Linked DNA regions of Mus musculus: all the other regions are linked to region 2. Evidence: chromatin contacts called from public Hi-C and HiChIP or PLAC-seq data. All regions are on one chromosome and are shown on one strand. Each heading gives the region's core, a stretch centred on a gene start, on an enhancer-like site or on the middle of the called end of the contact. The rest is flanking DNA. Distances are from core to core; before and after follow the strand shown. Region 1 overlaps Spef2 (sperm flagellar 2). Region 2 has its middle 100 kb from the start of Prlr. Region 3 overlaps Spef2 (sperm flagellar 2).

Region 1 (3,618 bases), core at 1,045-3,544, 400 kb after region 2:
GTATTTAACAAAGGCTAAGATCAGAGATATGATGAAAGAAAGAAGTCTGTTCTGTCAGAGCCTAAGAAGAAATTATAACATTTGTCAGAAGAGTATGCTGCGGTTCTCTGCTTGGGTTGAATAGTTTTGAGTAGATATAGAATCTCATTTGCTATAAAGTGACTGAGTGAAGATCAGGCTCTGGGGAAGGAAGCCCACATTCAGTGATATCACACTACTTGTGCAGAATCAACCCCCTGCAGAAGTCATAGTTATTAATTCTGGACAAAACAATAAAAGCTAATCACTAGCGTGAACTTGTGAGAAAGAAAGGCTAAGAATCAAGGAAGAAGAATAGAGCTGGAAGTTTGGAGTCTGATCACCAAATGATGTCCAAGAGCTGTATGAGTATGTGTGTTCTCAGAGGTCAATCTCTCATAGATATGAGTGATTGGACCTGGATCATTCTCATTGCAAGTGTTAGAAAGAAAGTTGGGGAATTTGGGGTGTTGGAGCTGCAGAAAATTGATACAGACCCTTGAATGTGTCCCTGACTCCAGAAGTGGGGTAAGTCCTCAGTATTTTCATTAGCTAGCATGACCACATGTTGTTTTAACTCTAAGCACCCTGAATGGAATATTTCTTTTCAATCAGCTCCCTCCTAACATTCTTCATTTCTTTTCACAGCTTAGCATGCGAGCTCAACTTGGTGCAAAGTCAGAGTTGATGCTTAGAAGAGGAAAGAGCATTCCAGACATACTTCTGGTCAGCATCCTGGTAAATGCTATAAAGTATGTATTGCAGTTTCTTTTCTCGTACCTATTTAATATATTCTTTTTTTTTTTTCCTGCATGGATAAGTGTATGCCTGCATGGTTGTGAGAGTGTGCATGTAATTGTGAGAGTGTGCACGGAATTGTGAGAGTAGCTACAGAGGCCTAAGTTTGGCATCTGGAATTGTCTCATCTTTTTTCCTTATCATTTGAGTCAGAGTCTCTCGGGAAAACCCTGCTGAACATACGAGCTAGTCTTCCAGCCAACTCACTTGGGGCATCTCATCTCTAACCTCTACGGATAGAATTACAGTTGGGTCCCATACCCCGTCACTATTTACATGAGTCCTGGGAGTCAGAACTTCATTTCACATGCTTGGGTAGCAAGCACTTTAATTACTGAGCCATCTCCCTCTCCCATTTCATGTATTATTTACAAAAAGATATGTGAAGAATAACGTAGAAATGAAATATCCAAATATATCTACCAATTCCTAAGTAAGATAGAGGGAGAGTACATAGATTTGCAGGCCTCTACTTCACTTCTCTCTGATTAGTCTTGACTTCTACCTGATGGAAACGAGGGCCAGCTTCTACTGCTTTTGGAGAACTGGACAATTACCCCAAACCAAGGATATATGGTGTAAGAAAGGACATCCTACCTGACTGCACATAGACTTCTGCACTTGCTTGTGCTGTGATTCACAGAGAGGGCAGGAATGGAGTCCAGGAATCCCAGGACAACAGGCAGTGGTACACAGTGTAGACAAAGCACGTATGTGTAGCACAGAGAAGGTATGTGACAGGGGACAAAGAGGAAAAGTTCAAAGAATCTGTCATGTTATACTTTCTCTGTCCTCCATTTAGTGAGAGAGGATTACCCTCAACCTTGCTTTGTTATACATGTCTATTACAAGAGGCCAGTTGGTCTGTATAATAAAGGAAATAATCTACACGGGATGGGGGAAAAAGAGTAAAAGGCTCTTTTGAAAGAATTTTCTTTTGAAAGAATTGGAGAGGAAATGGAATTGCTTAACTGTGGTATGTGGGGAACATTAAGAGGCAAGAGGAGAGAGAGTTTATAGAATTTTTTTACTGTTCATCTGGGATACGCTCCTCCTTAATGTTGTCTTAAAGGCTGCTTTAAAGATTTAAGCTGCTTCTCACTTATGTATCTAGTAATTGGAACTCGAGGAAGGTTTTTTAGCCTCACATTTCTCAGAAATGACATAAAGTACACTTTACCACAGTGCTCTTTGTTCGTCAAGCAAATGGATATGCAAAAGCATCAAGCAGCCCTTCGCTTTGGTTTTAGTAGCTCTGGAGGGTCCACACCACCACCCTCCTCACACCAAACACCATCTCCATTTCCTCTAAGACACCTCCCGAGGACTGTCACCGGTTTACAAGATTTTGGTCTAGTCTAGTGAGAAAAGGAACACTAGTTGTAATTGCATAGCTGTGTCTGGGTAGTGATGTAACAAAAACCCGAGTCCAGCTCCTCCGCTCCCTGCTGTCTGCCTGCTGTCTGCCATCTCACTCTAGCATGGAAGGAGAGCAGCTCTAACCTCTGACTCTGTCTGCTGTGGCTTCTGAGGCAGCAGCTCTCAGAAGAGCTCAGGTACTTAAGGGAATTCTCTCCTGTGACTTGGGCAAATGAAAGAGTAAGCCCGATCTATGAAGAAGGTTGATCGCTCTTTGGAGAAGTCGGGAAAGTAAAATGCAGCCTCTTCTTGCTATGATAACCTAGGGGGAGAGAGAAAGACATGCCAGACGGAAGCTGGCAGCCATGCTGAGAATCAGTAGACAGGAAGCCATTTGAAAGTCTATGCTTTTGATCTAGAATTGAAATCTTTCTGAAATTTGTTCCCCTCCCCAGCCCCCCTCCCCATTCTTCCTGCCACATGATCTGAAGGATTTCAGGCAGTCACCAAAAGACTTAAAAACTTCTGGAAAAGTGAATCTATTCTTTAATATGAGAGGCAGTAAGTAAATTAATGCCATTAAAATATAAGGAAGACTTTTTTAGTTTGGCATAATTTGAAGGTAGAACAAAGATACTTAAGCCCTTTTAGTGGTGGCCCATGCCTTTGATCCCAGTACTCAGGAGGCAGAGTCAGATGATGTCTGTGATTTTGAGATCAGCCTGGTCTACAGAGTGAGTTCCAGGACAGCTGGGCCTGTTACACAGAGAAACCCTGTCTCGAAAAACAACAAAACAAACAAACAAACAAAAGGAAAACAAAACCAAAAAGGAAAGTTTTAATTCAAGACTGTGTTTTTGATATGGTGAAATTAGTAAGAGTGTAAGGAGTGGGTGGGATGAGAATCCCCTCCAAATTGGTGACAGGAGTGTTCAGTATGGACTAAGACCTGTGTGACATTTACTAAATGTGTCATTTCTGTTCCTCTTCACAAACCCCAGTGAAGTGTTTTACAGTACTCCATTGTACAGATGAGGACTTCGAGGAAGTACAGCCTGAGCATAGGGCACACAGCACATATGCACACCGTGCTGAGGATATCTGCCTGCAAGCATTTAAAATTGTGAAAGGTAGTTACAAGTTCAGAGCACACATCTACATGACAGCAGAAACCCACAGAAGGATTTTAAGCAAGGAAGCAATCAGAACACATAAGGAAACCTCATACTCTAGCTATAAAATAGCAACATCTATGCAATAGGATGAATTTACAATAAAGTAAAGGTGTTCATTGTATCACTGACTTTTGAAGAGCCATGGTGTCTATCATCATGCTAATGGATTGTGCTGTTTGAATTTAGGGAGATACCTGTGGACCAAAGCTGGGTTCTTGATGGATTTCCAATAACATTAAATCAAGCCAAACTCCTGGAGGAAGCACTT
Region 2 (3,702 bases), core at 922-3,421:
TCATTGCCTGTGTTGCCTGGCACGAGTCTGGAAAGAGACTCAGAGATCCATACTCACCTTCAATGACCTTTGCCCTGCATGACAGAGTCCAGATTAAACAGTATAGCTGTATAAGATATCAGATTAGTTTTGAGGTCCACTCTGGGTTTCATGGTCCCCTCCTTTTTCTCATGTTTAGACTTTATACAAATGGGATATATGTTCTGTGTATATTGTTGGGAAGTTGTGTGAGATCTTACTATTTCCTCTAGCTTCATGAGAATACTACTCCAGTACGGGGGGGAGGGGGGGGGCAAAAGGAGTTCTTAGCTTTTCCCAGAAACATTTAATACTCCAAATATAGTGTCCGTGCGAGTATGAGGGAGAAAAACGAGCCTGTTGTAGTTCACCAAATGATGGACTGAGGCAAGCAGACAAACAAAAGCAAACAACAAACAACAACAACAAAAAATTTTGTCTGCCTCTGAAATGTGAAATCCTAGGAGAAAATTCTGCTAAGTTATTGGATTGATTTTGGAGGTAGGGCAGCTTATCCAGCTATCACAAATTTGTCCTGAAAATCGTCGTTTTGCTTTCTTATTCACTATAGAATTGGCTATGGGTTGAAACTTCTAAAGATACAGTTGTGTACAGGGCATGCTTTGGGGTATTGCAGTGGTCCAGGGGAAAAGGATGGGGAATAGGTGACAGGAGGAACTGGGACTCTTCTTCCATGTTCTCTGTTTTCTGAGCTATATTTTAAAATCCCAGGGACAGTGTTGATGTATGGATTAACATTCAGACTCAACCACTGAGTTCCAGTGTGGAGACATTTTCTTTTCTTTTCTTTTTTTTTTTTTTTCTTTTTAGAACACTGACATCTCAGAAATATCTGGGAGCAGGAGAGTCACAGATTGGAAAAATCCCACCCATTCCTATGAAGAGGAAAACCCAGAGAATGAAAGGAAAAGAGAGAGTATTTAGGTTGTTTGGGTTTTATTTAAAATCTACGCCTTGGAGATTTTCTGTGTATCTCCCAGCTGCTATGTATGCTGCACAATACACATTTGCAGTTTTGTCTTACTCCCAACTGTAGAGCTAACAGTGGACAATAGGTGTTATCACAGAGCAGTGCTGTCTCCCCTGACAGCTGCCTCATCAAAGTTCTCAGCAGGGTGCTGGGAGATTGGAACATCTTTCCTTTTGGTGAATGTGGCTCAAAAGAAGGGAAGCTTTACCTGCCTGGAATACCCTGCTTATTAAAGCTTTCTTTAGTGACAGGATGCTACCACCGAAGGACTTTTTAAATTGTTTTCTCCAAGCAGCTTGCAATGCGTAACTAGGCTTCAGCTAACAGGCTTTAGGTTAATTTAAGACAGATGGCTCTGTTGTGGCTGAGAGAGACGATGCTGTTCTGCTCATATCTTATTTCAGTGCAGATCTGTCCTCTGCCGTGTTGATGTAGTCACTGAGGTGACCCCAGCAGGCCTGTATGTCCTTGTTTGGAAACATGCCAACCATCTGTCTAGGGTGGATAATCTTCACGTCACAGGCCTGAGTTCGCACCTTCGCAGTTCATGCAATGCTGATATGGATTTGAAACCTGGAATTTTATTATGAATTAATCAATAGCAGTAGCTTTCATGTATTAAAAACACCCTGCACCCGGTGTAGCAGGTTACATCATATCAGAGCTGAAATGGACCACAGAGCAAAGACTGTTCCACTTTAATATGAATCAATGAAAGATCAGAGAGGGGTGCCACAAACCCAAAGTAACTCAGATTTTAAAATTGAGACAAAACCTCAACTTTCAATTTCGAGTCTTCTACTTGTTTCCCCTTCTTGTTCCCCCAAATGAAGTATATTTACGAATCAATGTCTAACTCTTTGAGGATAAGAAATGGATGTCTGAGGATTTAGTTGGAATAAGAGGTGGGAATAAGCATTTATATATGGGTTGAAAATTCTCTTATGCTAGAGAGAGTATAGTCTGTCCAATAAAAGAAGACAGAAAATGACTTTGTTGAACGACCAAAGGACACTAAAGGACACCTACAAGCCAATCTGTTTTCCAGCTGCTTCTCAGATCCCTCTGTTCCCTCGTCTTTATCATTTTCAGTCGCTCTCCATCCCCAGTGTCACTGCCATGCCTCACTCTGGTCTGCCTACCACCTTTTCGCTTCTCCTCCGTGGTCTTTCCCTCCAGTTCTCACATCCTGTTTTGGGTTTCAGTTTCTTCTCTATTCTGGCGTCAATCATGTTACGATTGAACGAAAATCTAGAAACACCTGAGCATGTTGTCTGAAGCCTGAGAGCATGACAAGGATGTCTCAAGGGCGATTATTTCCCCCCAATTATTTTACCATTAAAAAAAATCCCTCTCTTGTTCTAACAAGTTTAATCTTTATATTATGGTCTTTTAGTAAACTTCCTCAGTTTTTTATTTCCCTTGGAATATTTCCCCTGTGTTTACCTTCTCTTGACAGAAAAGAAAAAGCTGTTTTTCTGAGAAGTCTTTTGCCCCCTGGTTGAGAAAGAGAAAGCTGGTACCTTAAGGTATTATTTTAAAAATTCACATTATAGGTTCACAAAACTATGCTTTATAGAAGTTGTTTTGAAAAATCTATATGTTTTATTGACCACTTCTGCTAGTAGAAAAAAAATCAATTTGAACCATCTTTTGAAATGCTCAGAGATTATATATACTTATTTTTAAAATATATAAAAATAAAAATTTTGGAGAAAAACACAATGATACAATTGCTTGGGAAGATGTAAAAGATACTCAGCATATATTTGATAAAAGAAAATAAAGTGAATAGTATTTATTAATTTAAAAACATCTTTAGATACAAAATACTTGCAGAGAGCATCAAATATTTGTCATAATTGGGAGACTGGTTTGTCATTAGTCCTAGCAACTTATAGGATGACAAAGATCTTAAGTGTTTATGAACATTAAGTGCCATTACTACGTAGGTGAGAGCGTCACCAATGAAAGAAATTTCAAATTGAGGATACATGTTTTAAAGATAGAGGACAAAATGGTAAAAGACCCACTTGAGTACATTTTGTTAAAAGTACATTGTAGCTTATGTTATTTTTGTTTTTTACTAGCTCTGTTTTTACCAATATCTGTCATTGGAAATGGAATAAATGTTCTCTGTATATTGCTTGGGGCTGTTTTCGATAGGACTTTGTGTACACTGACGACCACAGAGGGAGTTTCAGTTGAAGGCCAAAATAGAAATGGCACGGTTTACAAATCTTGTTACATTCATTTTCAAAAGCAATGTAATTGTCTCTTGGAAACTACAAAACAAAACACATTTTTACTATTTATTACTCAAACGTGTTTGCCACCTTTATTCTTAAATGCTACTAATATTTTAGGTTTCTAACTAGTGCACAGAAAAAATATTTAGGGCACAAGATGGAAGAATAAATGCTTGTGTTTGTTATGAGAACACTAAAGCTAATGGGAATAAGGCCCCACCCCCAATGGGCCCAGATGGAAGTTGAAAAATAAAATGATTGTGCAAAATGAAACTCAAGAAGGACTTGAAGGAAATGAGGAATGTGTCACCTGTGTGCCCTTACAAGCTTGGTGCTAAGTCAGCTTGGAAAGGGACATTTTAACAGAGTTGACACTTAGGTACTTCGAAAGTATAAACACATCTTCTTGCTCCTCCATGGTCATAATGATACCTTCGGTGATTT
Region 3 (3,368 bases), core at 285-2,784, 470 kb after region 2:
ATATTGTGTGTTAATTTTACACAGTAAGGTTCATTATGATCATGTTATGCATGTGTGTGACATACTATGACTGTGTCCCTCCCTCATCACTATGCCTCACGTCCCTTGCTCTTCCTCTTACTTTGTTTTCTAAATCACCCCACTCTGTGTTCCTGTATCTGCAAAATACAAATGCATATGAATAAAAAGCATAATGTTTCTCCTTCTGAATTCAGTTTCTCTTTTTAAATAGAACAAGCCGCACAATTTCGACTTGAGCTAATAAAGTTGAAAGCTTTGTCCGTCCTGGAAGATTTAGTAACAAAGGTGATTGATGTCTACAGGCTCATGGAAAAATGGCTTGGTAAGAGATATTTGAATGAAATGGCCAGGTAAGGTTTTCCTCAATCAAAAATAATCATACTCAATGCCAAAAATGCAAAAATTGACACGGGTGTTTAAGATATCCACAGATTTAAATTACAACACACGCGCGCACACACAAACACACTCACATACACACACACACACGTGCAGACACATGTGTCTCTGTGTATCTCTGTGTCTGTATCTCTGCCCCCGCCACCCCACCCGCACCTGTTATGAACACTCAAAATGAATACCACCATCACATTTGTGTAGAGTATTTTTCTGCCTGTCAGTGGGCTCTGCCACAATATCATTTTCACTCTGGGAGTTCAGTCTACATGGTAATATTGCATGTAATTTTAATCCAGGAGATTTCCAAATTATTTCAAATTATAATGAGTACTAGATCTAATTGTTCAATGCTCATCAGCTTAATCTACAAAAAGGACTCCAACTAGGCTATTCCACCAGTTTCAGCTTAAACTAGATTCTGCAATATGTATATTATAGGGTAGATTTGCCAAAAGTCTAGTAGTTGTTTGAGAATGGGCATCAAATTCTAAATGTTCACAGAAGCAATAATTACTATCTGTAAACAGTCTTTTTGTCTGGCTTTCTCCGCTCTCATCTTGAAAGTTTTATTGTTAAAAATCTTCAGCCCAATTGTTTAGTGCTGTTGTTCCACCTTTGAAAGTAGTAAAAAAAAAAAAAAAAATTCAAACCATTCATTTCCATCTGGTAACTTGCTACCACTGTGTATAAACAAATATTGTTGCTAGACAGCCAAGTCAATTGCAAGTAGCTTGTAGCCCTAGTCTCTGCCTGCCACGTATAAATGAAAGGGTTTCATCTGAGATCTTAGGATTTATGGGTTCCTTCCTTGTGTCTGTCCATTAAGCACAAATGGATGTTAATTCTGTGTGATATATGCAAAGTTCTCACATTTATGTTGTATCTGTCTCTACTTTCTGAATCTATAATGTGACGTACTCTGACTACAAGAAATCACACAACGTGAAGTTAAAAAGTAACTTTTAATGAGGGGTGGGGAGTTACTGTCAAGTCCCTTGGAACTCCAAATCTATTTTCCTGACCTTTCCTTTCTTCTTTATGGAAATGACTGCAGTAACCTTCCACTAGGTGGTGCACAGTCATTCTGGTCTGTGTGGAGATACCACCGTTCATTCACACAAACTCAGGTTCCAATGTACAAGAACACTCCAAACCACAAACTAATTAGCAAACACTGTATGGGAATTCACAAAGAGCACTGAGGAGTTGAGTTCAAGAGCCTTTTCGAGGACAGGAACTGATAATACTCCTGAAAGTATCAGCCCACAAATAACTGTTGCTCATCATATAAAGGGAGAATAAGTATGCGTTTCCTCATGATGTCTTCTTCATCAGATCAAGACAAGAGTTTTTCTTCATTCCATCAGTTTATACTTAATTATGTCTACTACCTAAGACACATTTAAAATTGCCTAGAGTTAGGCCATTAACTCTTACCCAAATGTGTGTGTGTGTGTGTGTGTGTGTGTGTGTGTGTGTATCCATCACCTGTGTGCTGCCCTGAAAATCATCTTAGAAGAGGGAGTAAATGTCAGTGGCTTAATTTCAAGGATAAACCACTCACAGCCACCCTGGACCATGTCAAGCACATGCTCTAGATGAGACCCTAGGACCCACTGTTACTTCCTCTAGCCATTGTAGCCCTTAAATGTAGATGCTCACAGACACGTGATCCAGCTTTGGATGTTGTACACTAGAAGCCACTCCTCTGCCAGGTGTGTCTTAAGTAACATTAAATCCTTTGACATAAAGCTAGAGAGCAAAGCAATTTTTGCTTTCTCTAGAGGTAAATAACCAAATTTGATTCACTTAAAATTTGATTCAATTTAGTAGGCTTTTTTCTCATTCAGCTTAGCATAAAATTGAACTATAATACCTTCTTAATAAGAGAATATTTTCATTTTTTATCTTTATAACTTTTTAACTTGACTTTAAAAGTTTTAAATGCCTATAGAATTGAACTTACCCTGTAATGTGTTAGCTTTTGTGTGTTTTATTAACTGTTAATCTAATAATATCTTCAATGGAGATGGCCTTGTTCATTTTTCTATTTGCAGTATACAGAAATTGACCGAATTAGCTCGCTACCACATTGAAACAGCTACAAAAATTCAAAATGAGATTTACTTAAGCCAAGAAGACTTCTATATCAATGGAGACATAAAAGTCTTCCCAGATCCTTCTCCACCAACCCGCCCACCACCAGTAGAAAGGGAAGAAAATGGTACCCTAACAATCGAACAGCTTGATAATCTTCGAGATCAGTTCTTAGACATGGCACCTAAAGGTAAGAAAGGAATTGCTGCTGGTGGGTTATAAAGATGATTAAAATTGCCCACAGTGGACATCACTTGGCCAGAAGACAACTGAGTTCTATTGGAACGCAGGGCACTGCAAGGAAACGGCACTCTGTTCTACCAAAGTTGTTTGCTATGTACTTGCTTGGTACAATATTATCTGAGTTAAGCAAGGAGAAGAGTCACGGTGACTGATAATCAGGCAGTGTAGCAGTGTGGTAGTGTGGCCAGCCCTGGTGACTCTTCTGTCTTCCTCCTCTCTTGGAGGCAATATTGGTAAATTTGATTCCATCTGACAACTGAAAAATAATCTTTATGCTTCTAAGTAGAGATGCATTAGGGATCTCAAGTTTGTGTTTCTGTCTGGGTACTGAGGGGATACTAAGAAGTAAAGGAATCCCTCATAGAATGTCCTTTTCTTTCATTGCTTCATAGATCTTGAGTAGAACCAAATGAGTTACTGGTAGGTACTTCCTAATTAATTTGCTCACATGAGTGCATAATTTTCCTCATACAAATTATTGAATCCCCTCCCATTTTATCATTACAATTCTATGCCTTCTGCTTTCCCACCAATTGTTGTCCTATGTCATTCAAACTGATGTGTATAGAACCATCATCTATAATCATTAGGGCTGTAGACTCAGTCAC

Evidence for each region. A called contact is a pair of places that touch in the nucleus more often than the background predicts. HiChIP or PLAC-seq counts read pairs in DNA pulled down with a chosen protein or histone mark.
Region 1: a contact with region 2 is called in a Hi-C map of CD4 T cells, with 2.5 times the contacts expected there. The contact joins two enhancer-like sites. A contact is called at or near these places in 1 of 484 Hi-C or Micro-C datasets (CD4 T cells) and 1 of 115 datasets of contacts at active chromatin or transcription factors (CD8 T cells).
Region 3: a BATF HiChIP or PLAC-seq map of CD8 T cells shows a contact between it and region 2, with 5 read pairs. The contact joins two enhancer-like sites. A contact is called at or near these places in 1 of 15 datasets of contacts at CTCF or cohesin (large pre-B cells) and 2 of 115 datasets of contacts at active chromatin or transcription factors (CD8 T cells and large pre-B cells).

Annotation. Positions count from the first base shown.
Region 1 is chr15:9,676,462-9,680,079 of GRCm38.p6, reverse strand. It overlaps Spef2 (sperm flagellar 2), which reads left to right. Exons shown (of 37, transcript NM_001305042.1): 15 at 667-770; 16 at 3,537-3,618. Among named protein-coding and RNA genes, the nearest start is that of Spef2, 71 kb to the left of the region's middle. Within about 2 kb of position 2,294, at least 26 of the 459 cell types and tissues checked have an H3K27ac peak or open chromatin away from gene starts, as enhancers often do. A contact at or near this core is called in CD8 T cells, where this site is marked.
Region 2 is chr15:10,073,615-10,077,316 of GRCm38.p6, reverse strand. No RefSeq gene overlaps it. Among named protein-coding and RNA genes, the nearest start is that of Prlr, 100 kb to the left of the region's middle. Within about 2 kb of position 2,171, at least 55 of the 459 cell types and tissues checked have an H3K27ac peak or open chromatin away from gene starts, as enhancers often do. A contact at or near this core is called in CD8 T cells, where this site is marked.
Region 3 is chr15:9,606,512-9,609,879 of GRCm38.p6, reverse strand. It overlaps Spef2 (sperm flagellar 2), which reads left to right. Exons shown (of 37, transcript NM_001305042.1): 29 at 233-371; 30 at 2,478-2,707. Among named protein-coding and RNA genes, the nearest start is that of Il7r, 78 kb to the right of the region's middle. Within about 2 kb of position 1,534, at least 14 of the 459 cell types and tissues checked have an H3K27ac peak or open chromatin away from gene starts, as enhancers often do. A contact at or near this core is called in CD8 T cells, where this site is marked.